2 separate regions of the Gasterosteus aculeatus genome follow, and region 2 is linked to region 1. A link is a contact called in public Hi-C data. All regions are on one chromosome and are shown on one strand. Each heading gives the region's core, a stretch centred on a gene start, on an enhancer-like site or on the middle of the called end of the contact. The rest is flanking DNA. Distances are from core to core; before and after follow the strand shown.

What was found. Hi-C and Micro-C count contacts between places; a contact is called where the count stands out from the background.
Region 2: a Hi-C map of skeletal muscle shows a contact between it and region 1, with 2.5 times the contacts expected there. The contact joins two enhancer-like sites. A contact is called at or near these places in 2 of 6 Hi-C or Micro-C datasets (skeletal muscle and whole body).

Annotation. Positions count from the first base shown.
Region 1 is chr9:17,432,720-17,438,903 of fGasAcu3.hap1.1, reverse strand. It overlaps fbxw7 (F-box and WD repeat domain containing 7), which reads left to right. Exons shown (of 14, transcript XM_078109169.1): 14 at 1-1,583. Among protein-coding and RNA genes, the nearest start is that of LOC120824690, 24 kb to the left of the region's middle. Within about 2 kb of position 2,398, at least 2 of the 9 cell types and tissues checked have open chromatin away from gene starts, as enhancers often do.
Region 2 is chr9:17,470,968-17,477,151 of fGasAcu3.hap1.1, reverse strand. All of the region lies in intron 4 of fbxw7 (F-box and WD repeat domain containing 7), which reads left to right. Among protein-coding and RNA genes, the nearest start is that of LOC120824690, 15 kb to the right of the region's middle. Within about 2 kb of position 2,566, at least 3 of the 9 cell types and tissues checked have open chromatin away from gene starts, as enhancers often do.

The sequences.
Region 1 (6,184 bases), core at 1,149-3,648:
GGGAGGCGTTTAAAGGTACATTTCCACACACAGACACACGGTTGCACCTGAGGAGCTGCGATTGTCATTCGGCTCCATTCACGTCACTGTTTCCGTTCTTATTGTTCTCCACTCGGTTTTCTTTACAATATCGCACACAAACACAACTGTGAATTTCAACATCTTCTTGGTTCATCACATGAAAGGTTTTTTTTTGTTTGTTTTTTTGTTTGTTTTTTGCGGTTGCCAACAGCAACAAATCCCAGTATTAATAACCTGTTTAGGTTTGCTGTCATTATGTCACAAGGGTTTTTCCTCCTCTTCTTTAATTTGAGTTGTTTGTTCTTCCTCCTTTTTCTAAATACCTGAGTTTAGAGCTCCGTCTCCTCGCAAACGTCAGTGCTGTCCAGAGAGTTGCAGTCTAGCCGGGGAGGGGGGGGCAGGGCAGTAGTGGGGGGAGCAGTAAAGGGTCTTCGCTCAACGTGCTGTAGACTAATGCCCCTGACCCCCCCCCCCCCCCCTCTCGCCCTCCCTCCCTCCCCCTCGACCGTTTTCCCCCAGTGGCCAAACTGTATTTATGCTGCTAGAAGAATGGAAACAAGAGAGAGATGGAACTTTTACTTGCTGCGACGTTTTAGTCCCAGGCAAAATTCCAAATTGAACTCTATATGTTTGGACTTTAAGGAACAAAAGATCACAAAAGATAACATCCAACTTTTCTGTTTTATTTTGTTTGTTTTTTGCCACTGAAACTTGAGCCAAACGTGCCTCTACGAGGCTGAGAGGAGGGAGCGCGTCCGACGGACACCGGCGGGATCGCCCGCTGTGAGGAAAGCGAGGGGGATGGGCGCTGTTGGCGTGTGCGTGCATGAGTGCGTGTGTTGGCGTGTTAACGGGCAACTTGCAAAACACATTCCTTTGGGGGAAACGTACAAATGCAACGGGCCGGCAAAAAAGAAGAAAACAAACTAGCAGATGTATCGATTTTTAACACGTGAATGAAAGAACTGTCCGTATTTTGTGTGCGCGTGTGGGTGTGTGTGTGTGTGTGTGTGTGTGATTGTTGTTCAATTCAAAGATGTCTGAAGCAACAGAGGAGGCCATCACGAGCATCGACCGACGGGAGTCTCAGTGTTACATGTGTCGCAGTCGGAGCCTCGAGGATCGTCAGTGGCAACAAACGTGAACAGAAACATTGTAGCCAAACGAAAAATGGTCTCAGTGTCCAAGCGTCACAACTCAAGCTGAACTGTGAAAGTGGTATAACACTGTATATTAAAAAAGAAAACAATCTTGCTCTATCTCCTCTCGTTGTTTTCTTCTTCTGTTTTAATTTATGATCTGGTTTGAGAAATCAGATTTGTTGCAGGTGTTTTATTTTTTTTTCAGTTAATGTAAACTGCCTGGCAAAAAAGAAAACAGACCTTTAAAGGGATTGTGTATTTGTTTGATTCACTTAGAATTTTATTTTCTTATAACTTAAGTGCAATAAAATGTGGGTTTTTCTTTTTTCATTTCAAGCATATCGGTTGTCTGTTTTTGTTACCTGTGTGAAGGCATCTTATATGTTCAATAAAGCAAATTATTTGGTTAATTACATCAAATTACATTGCAGGTTTTTTAGAGACCCAATTGAACATCCACCCTCACATTCAGAAAAACCTGGTAATGTTTATGGGGTAGAATTCTTTGTCAGTTCAACTCCCCCTGGTTTGATTTAAAAAAAAAAAAAAACATGGATCTCCTCAAATAGCAAAAGCTCACAACCTCCAGCAAGCTCAGTCTCATTGCAACGCTCCAATATACGACCTGGAGATGCAAATTTGGGCTTCGTGCAAAGAATTACATTACAGGTCATTAGTTAGTTAGCGTTAGCAAACGCTTTTATCCAAAGCGACTAACATTACATTTTTAAGACATGGCTTTTTTTTTTACATTTCTGGGCCAGGGAGCAATTAGGGGTGATGCGTCTTGCTCGGGGACACGTTTACTTGGGACATGGGGCAGCCGGGACTCGAACCACCAACCTTGCTTTGAAGGCATGTTCTAAAAACGTTGGCATCGGATCGTTGTGAGAGATGAATTCCCCGCATCAAATACCAAACCTTTTCTTAAAAGCGCCATTATGAGGATATACTTTAGGTAAACCGTTGTTTTCTTGGCACCAAATCTGAGTCCAGGTAACCTGAAGGGGAAGGAACATTGATCTCAGATATGCTCTTAATTCCCCAGAGAGCACATTGCTTTCGTGCTGCCCTACACCACGAAAGATGACCGAAGAGAATCACACCCTCTGGGGGGGGTTTCTTTCCCCCTTCCATCCACTCCGGTATCCGTCATGAGCCCATACAGCTCGCTGCAGCAGCGCTAACTGAGTCTGTGCCGCGGATTCCCTTTCTGCCTGTTGCCTAGCGATGGCTCGTCTCCGGCCGGGCCTCCGTGTGCCCTCGCAGCACAGGCGGCATTGTGAGGAAGCGGTGATGGCTGTACATCCTCACATGAATGGACGCGTGGGGGAGTTTCCACTTCGGTTGGCACGGTTACGCTGAGCGGCTGTTTGTTCCCAGGCCGGCGTTGGTGTGTGTAGGCAGCAGATCCGCTCCACTGGCTGCTCATGGAGGGTCTGCTTTACACGATCTTTGTGTTCTAGATGCGTTTTTTGATCTCGTAGATGGACACACAACGCTACAAATTCATGATTTTAGGGTTAAACCATTTAAATCGGCAACCACTTCAATGTAATAAATTCCTTGGTGGCAGCTTTTCTAATGTGCTGCTCGTTTTTGGACCATAATGGCTGTAAATGAAATACATTCCTACCTTTACATCCTTATACTATGAAGTTATGATTATTTCACAATTTGTATTACTGTGCATATGACACTGACCTTTATCACTTGGTTTTTAACTAATTAACTAATTTCTATACGTTTTTCACATTACAATAGCTTATGTCTTTGACATTTGAAAGTCATGGCTTTCTAAAATGCTGTAGACTTCATACACTACATCTACTTTTTGCAATACATTGTTTTATGACATACCAAGACAAGTACATGACTATAGAGGCACATTATGTCAAATCGTCATTAAAATAGCACAACATATATCTGGCATAGTCATAAAAGGGTGTTGTAAAGTAAATTGCAAGAAAACCCTAACAAGACAAAGTGTGATGGAAAAGGTTTGCTACATCTTTATTTGTTTTCATTTTTGTATAAATTATAAAACACTTATGGCATTGGACAGAATGCACATCGACATCGGGGAAGGAAGCGAGGGGATGCTTTCATCGACAGTCAGACAAACGCGTCTGAAAGTCTGGACGAGGTCGGATGGAAGCGGAGCTAAGCCTGCCCGGGCCCGAGGCTATTTCACCAGCCTGTTGACTCGTGGCTTTTGTCAACTGGCAGGAAATGTCAGGCTGCCCAGCAACTGTTGTGCCCACTTCTTTGAAGAGACCTGGCGCCATCCGTGCTTCCCAAATGAAGCAGCACTTGAAGAAAAAAAGTGTAAGTGGTTAGATGTCATAAGTCCCACAATTTCCTTCTTTTTTTTGAAAAAGTCATACCATAGTGTGTTGACTAATACCCACGAAAAGTCTATCCTATACTATACTACATATATGTACATTTATTTTAAAGTAATTGTATGGCAAGTCATGAAAAGCACATGCTAAGACATAATATGTAAAAAAAAAAGTATTTTCAAAATGTTTTTTGACCTCGCTTTTTCTGCCATTTTTTGACATTGACATATTTTTTTACATTTTTCCCATTTTTTAAAATCTTTTTTTGATAACATCTTTCCGACAAAACATTTTTTGTCCTAATATTTTTGGGACTTTTTTTTTTTTTACCTAAAATATTCGGAGATTTTTTGACTTGACAATTTGAACCTTTCAAAACATCTTGAATATTGAATAGTGTTTTTTACTTCTTTTTTTCCATGACATTTTTTGACCTAACGTATTTGAACTTTTATAAAATCTGTTTCTTACAGGTATGCTGTGACAAGATCATCTGGAGTAGGAGACACTGATGAATGCCCACTGGCAGGTCTTTAATGAACTTAATTCCAGGATGTGATGAATCATCTCCCTCCTTGAGGTTATTAGCCATTCATCTAACTTACGCTCACGGCCTCTATTGCTCTGCACTTTGCCTTGATGAATGAACGTCCCTCTCGCTGCTCTCGCCTCTTGAATGAACCGCGTGCGCCACCGAATCCTCCACCAACAAACGGCACGCCACGGACATGAGGGATCGAACAACGATGCTGCCCAGCAGAGCAGAATTTGATGGTACGGGAAGCATTTAAGGGGTTTGGCCGTCAAGATGAAAAAAGAGAGGAGGGAGGAGGGGTGGAGCTCCCAAACCTCATTCCATATCCCTCCATCTCTTTGTTCCGTAATCCTGCCCTGCAGCCTCGCGGCTCTTCTCATTGCCAGTAGATTCTCAAAGGGCCGTAGCATTAGCAGTGGTAGTGTTTCACGTCTCCGCTTAATCCTATTTTGGACCTTTTGTCGTAGCCCGAGAACTAAACAAAGGAGCACTTAATCTCCATAACCTCTTGTCAATGGAGGATGCCGAACGGACGTACAGTGCTGGAGCTCCCCATTGATCCACGCGGAAGCACAGGGGAGGTTCTAAAGCGCCTTTGTTTCCTTCAGGGAGCTGATGTTGACCATTCATCTTGACGGCCGCCCTCTAGGAGGTCAGCGTGTTCACTCAACTCAACTGAAAGTGTGTGAATTTGACAAGTCTGACCTTTTTGTCCTTTGCACGCGTCATGCTCCCGGAAAAATCTGTGCTGCTTCCAAACGCGGTTTGAAATGCCGGGTTCATCATTGTCAAAATTGGCATTTTGAATGAACTCCTCGGGTTTGCTCACAGCTCAACCAGCGCACCGGATCACGTTTCGAGTTTCATAACGAGACGTTTTCTCTCTCGCCGTTTTCTCTCTCGCTCTTCAAACCAGGCGAGCTTAATAACAGGCGGGTGACTAGGAGGCAGGCCGGGTCAGCTGGAGACTCTGATTGCCCTGATGGGATTTATGACACTTCTTCAGCATGGAGCAAGAGAAACCGCAGGGATCGTTCACTCGTATCACCCACAATCCCACGGACCACCAAACGCTAGACATTTATTTCAAATCCAAATGTCTGAATAAATTACCAACCGCGGGGGGGGGCTGAAACAAAAACATTCTGTTTTGACGAAGCGGGGCAGCAACACAAATATGGTATCTAGACTTTCAACACTGTAACCAGATAATATAGCTTTATTATTATCTAGACATACTTTAATCCTAAAGTCGTTTTGTTACTCACCCAAGAGGTGCTTCTCTTCTGTCGCATGCATTTGTTGTTCCCACATTACGGTGACCTGAGGGTCATCGGGGTCACCTGGATAAGTGGGTTATGTCGTGAATTGGTGTTAAGCTGCCTGAGGAAGGAAGATTTCAGGATGGTTTTATCTGTGAGTGAGTACTTCCAGCACCACGACCCCAGGAGCTGGATAATTTATCGCTTCTCCACAATGTCGTTTTGGGAGCAGTAATGACATTTCTGATAGAAACAAAAAGCGCCGCATAGTGGGAGATGCTCTGTGTCCACATGTGTACATTCTAGTGCTTCTCTGATAAAAGACAGAAATAAAGGGCCCAATTCTCACAATGTGGCTTTAGCCCCAACGTCTAAAATGGAACCAACTGCATTGTGTGTCACTTCATCTGCCAAACATGTCCCCTCACCGTGGCTGAATAACAGCTGAAAGATGGATGAGTTACAATCGCACACAGATTGCAACCTCGGGAGGTGCAACGCGACACTGTGTGCGAGGAGCAATTAACCTGCGAGGCTGCTGTTATCTCACATCGCAGTGCGTTGAGGCCTTAGGTCATTTACTCAGAGATGCACTTGAAAAAAAACACCTTTTTCCTCACTAGAAGTGGAAAGCTCGGCCTGTTTGGTTGGTTTTTGTTAGCTATTGGCACCGCGTACAAAAACAACGGAAGGAAGTTGCCCCGGCGCTTTGTCCCGCCAGCAAACCGTGTCGGCATCGTGACCTCGAGTTGGCGGGATTAGAAAGAGGAAGTGTGTTTTCACCGTGGAGGCAAAGGAGCATTCAGCTTCGCGCTAAACCGGAGCCCATCTGCAGCGGCCGCGTGCGTGGGCGGCGAGAGTATGGCGGCGGGAGGAAGC
Region 2 (6,184 bases), core at 1,317-3,816, 38 kb before region 1:
GGAGACTAGAGGTGTTAAGGACAACGCGTGAATGATTGCTGCCCTGTGGAATACTTTGGAGGCATTTTCATGCTTTTGAAAGTTTCATTCATTCTGAGCAGTAAAGAAAAATGTCTTTCAAGGACGTGTCTCCCCCCTTTGTGTTATTAACAGTATAAATTATAGCTCTCCTTTTCAGTCGTTCTATGTGCGTCTAGCAGAGAGAAGATGGCTCAGTGACTGGCAGTTTTCACTCATTCTTTATAAAAAAAAATGTTCTACTGCTAATATTTCACCAGTTCCTTCTGCTCACTCACTCATTCAAGAGATGACTCCTGGTCTTATCTCCGACGAGCAGAATGGACACCCGCCCTCTCGCTGGATGGGTGGCTGATTTGTCCCGACCACATTGAGTCCTTGGGGCTCCGTACAGCTCCCTCCCTTCAACTTTGTAAAAAGGTGGCGTTTTAAAAGTACACATTTCTTTATGACACTTTTTTTTGTCGACATTTTGTGAGTGACAGAAAGAGGTAAGAACATAATACTGTATCAAGAAAGCTTCTCCGAACTCTTGATGCTCCACCCTTCTGTCTACATGCTTAGTGTTTGGCATAAAACGTGTATTTCAAAGATGCATCATAGGTACAACTGTCTCTTTGAACATGTAGAAAAGTGTTCTTATGTAATTTCTCTAAAGTCTGGGAAACAGGCGAGGAAACGCGTTGTTTGCATTAGAAAAATATGTGAAATTCTGAAGAATAGATTTGTTGGTTGATTTTTTGAATCTGCAGGTTTTCCAAAGCCAACAAAATTGTTATTCCTATGAACATGAATATACCAAACTTTACTCTCTGAGCTGTCCAGCTTTACCCCATGTTATTAAAAAAGAAAAAAAAAAAGCACTGGCCCTCTTTTTTTGTGGTTAATTTACAATATTTTGCTTTGAGTAACTTATTTTAATCATTAAGTACAGAAAATCAAGTGTGATTGTGTTCCTGTGGCAGCATGTGGACCTCTGCGATCTGAGCGTGGGTGAGCTACTTGCTTTCAGACGAACACGACTTCAACTCTGGTTCGTTCCTTTTAAAGCCAAACACAGAAATTGCTTCAATTTTCATCCGTCCGCGCTCTAAAGACTCGGTGCTTCCTCCACTTTAGCCGACGTCGGCCCGTTCAGTTGCTCAGGAAACTTAAGGAACCGGAATGGAATTCTATGAACCAAAGGTGGATTTGCTTCAGACATTTGTCTCGGTATGATACTTGAAGGATTTTTATACAGTGCAGCAGTGCAATCCTGCTTTCTACCTTCATCACGTACCTCATTAGTAATTCCTTACACCTGATGTTAAGCTGCTTTAACATTCAGTTCACCGGGTGAATGATCAGGTGTATTTTTCTAGGTGAAAGTTGTTTTAATAATGAGCCCTTTCTGCCTGCTTATTATGATCTTATTTGCGTTTGAGTCTTTCATTAACATACATTTGTATTTTTTCTTCTCTCCTATGTCCTGGCCCCTGTGATGAAACAAACAGGTAAGACAAATCTTTTCTCACTAAGTGATCAGAACACTGTCTCCAACTCCAAATGCCCTGATACCACTAGGGGGCAGCATGAGCTAAAAGTTGCGTGACCACTGAGGAAGTAGAAAGCTCCGCGTGGCCCTGCACCTTCACCACGTTAGTATGCAAACGGGGTCCGTGCTTTGTGGCTCCGTCTGCACAACGTGTGTTTACTTTGGCCTGTTTGAGCCATCGTGGCCTTTTCGGGTTTAAAAGGAATCCGCCGTGCTGGTTCAGTATCTCGTTGCCACACTTTAGAGAAATCATGGACGCCGCCCAATCACTTTTTTCTTCTTTTTTTTTTCCACGGAAGTCTGTCTGACTCCTGCAGTGCACATCTTTGCCTCTCGCAGGAATTAGTATTTATAAGTGGTTCCCGTCTCCCTCGGATGCATGTCTGCCGTTTTTTTTCCAGCACCAACCCCTTCCCCTACTCATTTTCCACATGCAGACACTCTCGGCTAAGAGCTTTAATAAATGTTCAGGTTGTTATGACGACTGTGAGTGCGGCCTTCAATGCTACATTAAGAAGGAGAAGCGCTCTCAGTGCTGCACATCGCTTCAGGTTTAATGCAATGCTGATTGTACACACAATCCCTGCAAGGCAAATCCCGAAAGATCCAAAGGTCTCTGTGAAATGGCTTGAATTTGAACGCAGCAATCTACATAATAAAATCCCAGCCTCCTTCAAATATATCAAATGCACCCATACTTTGGTGGCTGTTTTTTTTTTAAAGCCATCTTGTAGATTCTTGTGATAGTTTGTCAAAGCCATAAACGGTCATGTAACAAATTCAGCAGTATTCAGCAGTGCTCCTTGGCAGATGTTTCTTGACATCCAAGGACACAAGTACCGTTGACTGATACACATCGCTCTTCAATCTAATCTAAACGTGTTTTCCCTGTGACCGTTTCTCTCTCTGGTAGAGGAAATGCTGTATTACAGTTTGTCCTTCAGTCACTTTGCACGCGGGTGTGGAGGTGGAATCTATCGGCCTCGGGTGTGGCAGAGTTTAAGGGGAAGCAAGTCAGCACATGCAAAGCAGCTCCGACCGCGCTCGGCGTGAAGATAATTGAGGACCTTGTGCTGCATCGCTGCACCCTGATTTTTGCGTGGCGGTGTGCGTTCAAAACTGGCCTCTTTGTTTTTTCACTGCTTCTGTTTCCCTGCAGGAGGGTGGGGGGGGGGCGCTGTAAGGCTAGTCTGCTACAGTTTGTCCAGCGTTTCATTTGTGTGGAGTGGAAAGGGTGTATACTTTATGGTCCGCTTAGAAAACGTCCAGGTAGTTTCTTGCACATTTTCAGTCTGTTGTTCAGTCTGAGAGATTCATCTCTCTAATTTAGTTGAAACAATCAATCGTCCACGGCCGTCGACTGGCAGCAGTGGTCCCCGTATGTATTCTCCCTCCTCGGGACAGTTTGGCCCTCCCGTCTTCCGCATAAGAGAGAATCTCATTTGAGCATCGCGTATTGATTCTTGCGTTCAACCGACTGCCCGAGGTCAAAGAACACAGACTTTTGGCTCGGCGTGAAGGAAAATAAGTTTCAGAGTGCACGAGGCCTGCGCAGTAGGCGGGAGCGTGGAATGGAAAAGTGCCGGACCACAACGAGGATGTCACCAGTGATCTTTCTGTTGCCGCAGAGACCAATTTAAATAAAAATTCAGTGACGTGCCTTTGTGTTCTAAGCCCACGCTTATTTTATGTAAGTATGCCGATTTGTGTCCGCAGGGCTTAGATGTGGTTTTGTCTCAAATGAAAGCGGTTAATACCTTGTTTTCTTGTATGAAAAAAGTAGAAAAATCTTTTTCATCATGTTTTTCGTTGAAAATGACCAAACGTCTGGTTTCAGCATCTCTCTCTTGTCTCAATCATGAACTGGATCGTATTAAAACCTTTTTAGTTTTTAGAAGTTTTTTCTTAAAGTAGAAAAAAAGAATTATGCCGGTCATAATATAAATACAAAAAAGTTGCCATTCCTGGATGTTCAAATGAGCAGGAACTAATTATCCAAGGTCATAACCAGTGAGAGTGCTCCATTTTCTCTCAGTCCCCCAACAGTTAAGCTCTGTTTGTTTCATATAACGATGAATTGAATATTTACCCCCATGCAGTTCCCTGCAGATTTTGTTTTTTGATTAGCAATTCATGGCCCCCTCAATGCATTTTAACCAGGCAATCAATATTCTCTCCTCGGATGAGGGGGAGGGGGTGCTGGCAACGCTGTTGGGATTAATTTACAGATACAAAATGGAAAAATCAATGATGGGATCCTCACACAAGATGCTCACATACGGGATCACTCAGGAGTTTTGTTTTTGTTACAGCTGCAGTGTGTCGGTAGTAGTTGTTATATTACTGTGATGGATGACAATGAAAGAGTTTCCGTGGCCACATTAGGTTTTCCTGTTTCTTCATCTGACTTGGCAGCAACATCCGCAGACTCCAATTCAAACGGAGCTCTGATGTAATTAGCTACACCTCATTACTCTGCCTTTTACCCCTCCCACTTGTTTACCATTAGTCCAGTGGGAAAAAAACAGCTATGTAGGGGACAGACTTCCTGTTCCGCCACATTAAAGTTTCCAGGGAAACTCTCAAATTAACGTCAAAACTTATTCTGACTCCTCTCTAATAGAATTTGTTTACTATCTTGTCCTTCCCTGCCGTTTTGCCTGGAAACCACTTATAAAAAATAAAATCACCTCCCACACCATCTGCATTTAAGAATCTCCTTCCAAAAAAACAAGAACGCCTTAAACTGACGTTTTCTATCTGATGACCGTATTTTTACAGGATCGGATGGAACAGACCGTTTCTACGTATTCTGTGATCATTCTCCAATATACTTCACAGTCCATTTCTGATGGGGTTCTTTTTAAAGTACCTTTTTAAAAGGATGTCTGATTTCATCGTGCATTCTTTTCGAGAGATTTTCATGCGCGTTCGACTTAACAAAGCCAGTGGAGGGGAAGTCACCCCGGAGCTGCTTCAGGCTCGCGGTACCCACATCTGCGCTTCGTGCTTCATCTCCTCTGATCTTCTCGGGGCCTCGCGTTACACCTCCGAACAACTCCAGCACGCTTCAGCGGCTGAGAGAAAGCGCTGATTTGGTCCGACTGGCCAGTTTAATTTGTGATGAGAGTGGGACTCCGGGGGGGGGGGGATGCGGTAGAGCCTTGTGGCTAGGTTGTGCTGCTGCACCTCCTCTCCTCACCAGCCGTAGATGCATCGGCTGAGACTGCACAGACTGCCCAGTACCAGAATTACCGGGGATTCTGTCGAGGAAGTCCTTGCACGGAGTTTACTTTATGTTAAAGAATAATTTGGTGTCCAAACCCCTTTTAAAGTTCATTTGAGTTCCCTCAAACAGCGTGTTAATTCCTGTTTTAATTATTGAAGGATATTTCAGTCCCTGTAGTGCTGTTGTAGCACTTCTAAATCATTTGTGGACCCTTGACAAACTGTAAGAGGGGAAACTATTTTGTAAAAACATTTCTGGAAGGTGAGCACTCAAGACTCAATTTCACAGTTTGTGATTTAATATCAAAGCGGTTACAAAGGACACGCGTGGTTACCTTCACTCATTAAAAAGGACACAAACTGATAGTTGTAGAGGGAATTTTACTCCAAATCTGTACAGATGTATTTATTCTGTGACCCAGAACATCCCACAAACAAACATTGCAGACACAAGCCCATCAACACGTGGCAGCGGTCAGTGATGTGGACGATCAGTTGAATGTCGCTTCCTCGCTCTTATTTATATCAGCGGTGATCAAATGGAGCTTTCAAGCAGGCAGTGTAACGGGTCCAGAAAGTTGTCTGTTTTAATGAATCTGTTTAATCAACCTGAAGCGTGAGAACTGAAAATAAGGAGACTTCTGCCTCACAAATCAGACAACGGCTCCACACACCTGGACATCGTCATATTCATGAGTACAAGTGTGACGTGAATAGTGTATTTATAAATGTTAAACGTGTGTATGTGGAAGGATGTGTCCGTATGAGCAGAGGTTTCATTCCTTTTCTCTAAACGGATCCCTTCCTAAAAGGATTTTGATGTAGCTGATTATGAGGAACAGGTTTTGTTTTTCTCAGACGGATTGAGTTCAATCTTTAAAAGTTGGGGCTTAAGTCTCTTTGCCACTATCTCTCCCCTGCAGCAATGGAAACCCTGTCGAGGGAAACAAGAAGAAGGCGAGTCGTGCTGAGGAAATAGTAAATGTGGAACTCATCCCTGTGATTTGTCAAACTCGTACTGCTGAAGGCTAATATTAGTTTCAGTCTTCATTTGGTCCTCCAGTGAAATTGCTTCAGGAAGGGTTCTCTTTACGGCCGGCAGAAACGAATGCGACAAGCGGAACCGGTCGTCTTGGAAGGCAGAGACCAACTGGCTCCAGCTGTAAAGAGAAATAGCACGCATCCTTTTCTGCTCGGGCCAATTAGTAACCAGTAGTGGTAAACATTTGCTTTGTGTTGATTGGCTTTGTTTGGTTGACAGGTTTACTCCCCTGCGTACTCCTGAGTTTCAGCACTTCTCCCAATGGAAACAGCGTTCTTTGATTAAGAAATGCGTGGATTGTTTTGATGCTAGGTAACGTTCCGCCCGTATGTCGATTTGGTATTGTGAGTAAAGCCTGCAAG